Regions from separate parts of the Mus musculus genome. Here region 1 is linked to region 2. Evidence: chromatin contacts called from public HiChIP or PLAC-seq data. All regions are on one chromosome and are shown on one strand. The core of a region is the stretch at or near the end of the contact, and the rest is flanking DNA. Distances in the headings are between cores, read along the strand shown. Region 1 holds the start of Miox (myo-inositol oxygenase). Region 2 has its middle 3.7 kb from the start of Gm38643.

What was found. HiChIP or PLAC-seq counts read pairs in DNA pulled down with a chosen protein or histone mark.
Region 1: a contact with region 2 is called in an H3K27ac HiChIP or PLAC-seq map of embryonic stem cells, with 2.7 times the contacts expected there. The contact joins the promoter of Miox here to the enhancer-like site in region 2. A contact is called at or near these places in 5 of 39 promoter capture datasets (the C10 cell line, cranial neural crest, hematopoietic stem and progenitor cells and 1 more), 1 of 115 datasets of contacts at active chromatin or transcription factors (embryonic stem cells) and 2 of 9 other capture datasets (adipose tissue and liver).

Annotation. Positions count from the first base shown.
Region 1 is chr15:89,333,017-89,336,492 of GRCm38.p6, reverse strand. It overlaps Miox (myo-inositol oxygenase), which reads right to left and starts at 2,020. Exons shown (of 10, transcript NM_019977.2): 1 at 1,976-2,020; 2 at 1,441-1,521; 3 at 1,135-1,215; 4 at 843-1,005; 5 at 586-653; 6 at 369-478; 7 at 198-265; 8 at 50-99. The coding sequence starts at 1,990.
Region 2 is chr15:88,880,109-88,883,464 of GRCm38.p6, reverse strand. No RefSeq gene overlaps it. Among named protein-coding and RNA genes, the nearest start is that of Gm38643, 3.7 kb to the left of the region's middle. Within about 2 kb of position 2,019, at least 10 of the 459 cell types and tissues checked have an H3K27ac peak or open chromatin away from gene starts, as enhancers often do. A contact at or near this core is called in embryonic stem cells, where this site is marked.

The DNA.
Region 1 (3,476 bases), core at 771-3,270, 450 kb before region 2:
ACGAGCTGGACTGGACGTGGCTCCTGATTGGGTCCCTCCCTCCACCTACCTCTGAAGGCAGGGAGAACTTGTTGAACTTCATCATCTGGTATAGGTACTCTACAGTAGAGGGAGGTCGTTATAAGCCGGGTGCCCAGACGGGCAGCCCCCGCCACCATCCCTGCACCGTCCCCTCGCCCGTCTCTAGCTGTCCTCACCATCATGGCCCCAGGACATAAGGACGTTCTCTAGTCCACAGTGAGGCTGGTACATGCCGAGTTCTGTGCTGCAATGATCAAGAGCTGAGCCTGGGAGGAACTGGAGGATGTAGGGAAAAAGACCAGCTGGGGTCCTTTATTGAGGTAAACTGAGGCGCTATTTCAGTGTACCTGTATCGAGGATCCTGGAGGTCAGGATTGTCCTGGAAAGTAGAGTCACAGAACACCACAGAGGCCTGGGGACGGCAGCCCACGGGGAACGTGTCTCCAACAACAGCCCACTAGGAAAGGACAGGCAGCTGTGAGTGAGGGCTAAAGAGGTCTCCTCTGCTCATAGTGCCCCAAGCCCAGGGCTGAAGCTGCCCCACTCCCCACCGCTGGCCTTTACCTGAGGTTCCCCCCACAGAGCCATAATTTTCCCCAGATCGTGCAAAAGTCCGACCAGGTGGAACCAGTCTGTGGGAAAGGGACATATGACCTAGAACCTGAAGGGATAAAGGTAGGCGGAGCAGGCTCTGCGCTGAAAGCGAGGAGCCCAGGGGTCTGCTTCCCTCAAGGTGGGGCCTGCGGGAGAGGACCAGGCCCCTCTGGACTCCTTCTGGGGCGGATGGGAGCACCTCCCCCACCACAGCTGTAGGGGCACACCCTTGTCCGGGTGGGCTTTCCGGATGCCCTCCGCGGTCTGGAACGCGTGGAAGGAGTTGGGGAAATCTACGTCTGGGTCAGATTCGTCCACCAGATCATCCAGCATGCCCACAGCCTCCATGATGGTCATCTTCTTGTAAGAGAAGCTTCCATACTGGATGCGCTGGAGAGAAGGGAGAAGTGAGCCGTTCTCCCACAGAGAGGGAGGGCTACAGGGCAGGGGCATTCTGTGGGTCAAAGGCAAGGAGGCGCCTCCCCATCAGAGTTGGCATCGGGAGCAGGGAACGTTTACCTTCCTGCTGACGAAGTCCACAGTCTGGTGAGTGTGCATGAGCTTGTATGTGGTAAAGACACGATCCAGCAGCGGGCCTGACTGAAAACCAGATAGTCAGTGCAGGCTAGGTGCCTGACTACTGCCCCAGCACACTGGAGACCATGGCCTCCCCTGCTGCAGGCCATATATCCCACAGGAATGGGGCTTCCAAAAAAACAAAAAAATCCCCTTTAGAGCTTCGGGAAGAAGAGGAAGGTCTGCTCTCCACAGAGCTGGACCAGAGACTTGCTTGAAAAGGCAGAGAAGGCCCAGGGTGTCACTCACAGTATAGTTTCGGAAGCTGTCCTTGCTTTTGGCCATCTCTGGGTCCACATCGGGTCGATAGACCAGGGAAGGGTCTGGGCCCTGGTTAAATAGGAATTTGACCCATTTCACCACCAGCCAGGTCCACAGGAAGTGAGGAAATGACATCCCCAGGGTATAAATACTAAATAAACCATCTCATCCCTTGCGCATGTCGAAGGTCGGCTTAACCAGCTGATGGCTACTTAAGGTCGGCTTAACCAGCTGATGGCTACTTCCAGCGTGAGGAGACTAATTAAGAGGCAGTGATCTCCACCTGCTGATCTCCTTGCATTTAGAAGATAATTTTAGGCGGTTGCCTGATTCAACAAGAAGTTGGGGGAGGAGGGGGGCTTCTAAGCCCTACGGGGACTGGACCACAACAGGGAGGAGTTAGCTCTGTGGCCTTGAGGGCAGGGCTAGCAGGTGAAAGGGGTGGCACTGCCACTGCCTCTTCTGTTGAGCCCATGGCAAGGGGTTGGTGGAGCCATCCCTGTTCAGATCATAAGGTACTTACCACATCGACCTTCATCCTGAGGGAGCAGTCACCCGACGGCAGAGCTTGCAGGAAAGCGAAATCGTAGGCCCAGGAGCTCTTTATATGCGCACAGGTTATGTAACTGACCAGACAAAACCTATCTCCTTGGCCTTGACATTTAGTAATAAGTGACCATGCTCCTTCCTCCTGACCTCAGCAAGTTAATGTATCAGTACAGAAGCAAAACCTGCTAGCCCAGCCCCCCTTGCCTTAATAGCTGCCTCCTCTGTCCTTCAGATAAACTGGGATCACTCTGTAGCCAGACCTCTGACTCCCTCTTGTTGGGGGCACAGAGGTTCTTGTGCTCATAGAGCCACACTAGAGAGCCAGGGGTGTTAATCACACAAGGGTGTCTCCTAGGTGGATGAGATAAAAATCAAAAACCTGTATCCCACCCAGAAAGCTGAGCATGGCTTTCGTTAAGGACCTCGAGACCTTTATGCTCTCTGCGGAGGCAGACCTCACCCACCTTTTGCTATAGAGGCAGACTGCATTCAAATTCTCCAGGATGGTTATCCTAGAATCTTCCCTCCCTATACTGTTACCCATCCTTAGGAGAGATGTCACATGTGCTTTGTGGCCTGCGGATCTCTGTGCAATGGGCTCGGAGATCACACTAGATTGTAGGTCTTTTAGCTATAGACCTCCCCTGCCCCCTCTCCCAAGGTCACACGTATCATGTAAAAGGCTTTGTATGTGGTCATACTTTAAGCTTTATTGTTTATTGGGAGTGTACTGATTTGGACGGATTCTTGTCTGGAAGTCTACTGACAAGGAACCTCTGGATGAAGTCTGAACCAGATTTTCATTTTTGTCTCTTCTGCATTGATACTTACAGGGTTTCCCTCAACTGGCTTTATAAATGCGGCACAAGACCCTTGGAGAGAGAAGGTAATTAAAGTTTTCTTTAAACAGAAACTAAGGGTTAGGAGCTCAGTAGTGGGGGCGCCTTTAATCCCAGCATTTAGGAGACAAAGGCAATCAGAGGCTGAGTTTGAGGCCAGCCTGGTCTACAGAGTGAGTACCAGGACAGCCAGGGCTACACAGAGAAACCGTGTCTTGAAAAACCAATAAATAAATAAACAAATTAATTAATTAATTAATTAAAAATTAAAAAATAAAAAAGAAAGAGATAATAAAGGAAAAGGGAGATAATAAAGTCTCTGCCAATTATTCTAAAAAGAGAGAGTTGTTTGTTATTTTGGGGCTTTTTGTTTGTTTGTTTGATTTTCCCTTATAAAGGGAATAACTCAATATTAAATGTCCCTTCATGAGAATTGTTCCCCCCCCAATAGCAGGAATAACTCAGTATCAATGATTCCTTCATGGGAGAAGAAAAATAATCAAAACAAGCCAGACTTCTAGTATTGAAACAGTGACAACCAGGACATAAAGCACTAAGCCAACACTGTTAGTTTCCAGAGGTTTTAGTCATTCATTATTTAGATGTTCCCTCTAATCATTCAATAAACTGTTTAGC
Region 2 (3,356 bases), core at 770-3,269:
ACAAAGTGAGTTCCAGGAGAGCCAGGACTACGGAGAAACCCTTTCTCAAAAAAGAAAGAAGACAGACAGATAGACAGACAGAAAGAGAAAGAAAGAGAGAGAGAGAGGGAGAGGGAGGGAGGGAGGGAAGGAGGGAGGAAGGAAGGAAGGAAGGAAGGAAGGAAGGAAGGAAGGAAGGAAGGAAGGAAAGAGAGAAAGAGAAAGGGGGAGAGAGAGAGAAGAGAGGAAAGAGACACTCCCAAGGATGCAAGTCGGCCAGTGAGCTGAGGAAAGCCCCCAAAACATCATCTGGCTACAAGTATATGGCTCTTCACAGCCCTCAACCTCTGTTTGTCGTATTTCACAACCTTTGTTTCAAGCACACTCTGTTGGTTGGATAATGCCAGGATCAGGAAGGCTTCCAGGCTTCCTCCGGCAAGTTGGCTTTTTTTCACGTGTTGATTTTAATGTAGCTTTTTTTTTTTTTGAGGGGGAGTTCCCCATTGAGACATGGTCACTCTGTATAGCCTTGTTTGTCCTGGAACTCAATATGTAAAACAGGCTGGTCTCCAATTAACAGTGATCCTCCTGTCTCTGCCTCCCAACTGTCTCTGCCTCCCAAGTGTTAGAATTAATGGTCTGTGCTAACCACACCCTTACCCCACCCCACACACACACACACACACCCCTTGCCCCAGCTTGATGTCACTTTTTTTCAACTCCAAGTTCAGTGAGAGGAAGAGAAGCCAGGAAGAGCCTGGGCCTTTGATTAAAACACCTGGGAGACATCTCAACCCATCGTTGGAACAAAGGGTTCCCGAAGTACAGGCAGGAAGGCCAAGGAATCCGGTCTTGGCACTATGGGAAGCGCTGTTGGGCAAAAACCCCAATGAGGGCTCCTGGGCCCCAACCGCCAGCCCAGAGAGCCAGGTTGGCCAGGCCTGAGCGCAAAGAACCCAAAACAAGGAGTAGTCAGGCTGTGTCCTGGTGCTGACAGGCAAGTGGAGTGAAGACACATCCTGCCAAGTGGAGCTTTGCGAAGATGCCACCTGGTGAGGACTGGGGAGGGTGGAAAGGGCATAGAAACCCGGAGCTTCTGGGAGTCCGGGCTGTAGGGCTAGCAGAAGGCGAGAGTCGGCTCAGTCTTCAGGCAGGATGGAGGACCATGTCCCTGTGAGCCTGCTCCTGGTCTAGCTCCCAGACTCTTCTGGAGTCATCCTGAATCAATACGTCTTCCAATTAGAATTCTGGTTATTTTAATGGTGGTTTTAAACTGCTGCTTATTATGTTGAAAGTTAATAGATTGGAATTGCTTTTTTTCTAAAGCTCTGCCCTGATTCCGTTTAAACATTGCTTTGTAAGGCTGCGGATTGTCTCGTTTGGTGTGAATCCCCGGTCCTCTACCCAGCAAACCGCCCCCGACCCGTGCCACGTAAATGACAGTAAGCATAGTTTTGCGTTTCATTGGCTCCAAGAATGTGTAAGGACAAGACACAGAGATCACGGAGCACATGGAGAGGCGGTGGGGATGTGAGCCGACCCAATGATTGGGCCTAGGAGATGGCAGAGAGGTGGAAGCTGTTCTGAGGCTGCGGGTGGGGCCGCGCATGAGCACAGCACCTGGAGGTTGCAGGGCCACGTGTAGGATGTAAGAACTGGCTTTGAGGAGAAAGGGTGACTCAGCGAGAGTGTAAGCCACTGCGATGTGGGAGAGAGAAGGTAGGCGAGGTACTCCTCGCCTGGATCAAGGTAAAGTGACCTTTAAAAAGGGCATCTGGGATACTCTGGGATGGAGTGAATTAGATCACCTACCTCCCTGTGAAACCATAGTTTCTTGGGCAGGTGCATCCTGGCTCCAAGCAGAAGCGCCCCCCCCCCCCGGGGGACCAGCCAGGAGCTGGCACAAACACATCCCTGGCCCCACACCTCCCAAACGGAGGTCTGGTTTCCACCGTGTCCCTGTCCTCCGGGCCTACTGGAGCAGGTTCACAGTTCCCCTGGGGCTGTAGTGCACAGGTGGGGACCAGCAGCAGCTGCGGGGCGGTTCCTGCGACCTGAGACTCATCCTGGGAGCACAGAGGAGGTGACTGTCGCCAGGGAGCAGACAGGGTTTGGCTCCTGAACCCTCTGGGCCAGGGAAAGGGGTCACATCTGCTATAGGGGGAAGGGCAAAGTCTCCCCTGGGCCTCAAGCTTCGTGATTAAGGAAGGCAGCCAGGAATACAACCTCAGGGCTTGAGGCCAGGTGAAACTTAGAAGTCTGATTTCTGCCTCAAGTTCCCAGGAGCTGAGCATCTGATAACCCCCTGTTGATACCCCACCACCCCAGCTTATTTCACTAGGGAAAGGACCTCCAACTGCAAAGAGCTCACTCAGACACCCAGGGAAGCTGCGGGCTCACCTCTCTTCCTCATTGTTTACTCTGATTCTGATTCTTGATGGGTGACCCCGTGTGTGTGTGACCCCCATGAGGGTTTGCAAGCCTCTGAGCTTGGGCTTCCTGGCGATTCACATCTGGGTTCTCTGGTTTCCATACCTGAAGGAGTTAGGTCTCTTGCATCTGTGTATGTGCAGACCTGTGTCTACTCCCAGCAAGCTCGCCTTGCCTTTCCCTTCAGCCCTTCCTCTCTAGCATGCACTTGCGTGCATGTGTACGGAGGCTAGACCTACATTCCCTCCGTGCTGTTTCCAGACCATCTCTCCTGCTCTGCTGATCTTCGCACCCGTCATTTTCCCTTTCACCCCACATGCTGACGAATAAGGCAGAGTGAGACCTACCACTATCTTTTAAAGACAAGGCCTCACTGTGAATCTCTGACTGGCATAAAACTCACCGTGTAGACCTAGACAAATTTGGCGTGTTCCTTCTGCCTCTGGGTGCCGGGATTGCAGGCTCAACTCCCACCATGGCAGCCTGCTAGCTCAGACCTGGTGTTTGTCTTAGTCAGTGTTCTATTGCTGTGAAGAGACACCATGAGCCAGGCAATTCTTATAAAAGAAAGTGTTTAATTGGGGCTTGCTTAGAGTTTCGGAGGCTTAGTCCATTGTCCTCATGGTGGCATTCAGGCAGACATGGCAGCTGAGAGTTTTACATCCAGAGCAGCAGGCAGCAGGGAGAGAGAGCCTCTGGACCTGGCTTGGGCTTTGAAACATCAAAGCCCTCCCTCAGTGACACACTTCCTCCAACAATGCCACACCTCCTAATCCTTCTCAAGTAGTGCCCTAATGACTAAGCATTCAAATTATAAGTTTTTAAGGTCACTCTTATTCCTACCACTACAATTTTAGTTTTTCTAGTTCTGTTCCTCCCATGTACATTTTAGAATCAGTTTATCTATGTTTTCGCTAAAGATCCTACTAGAAACAAGCATGGTGGTA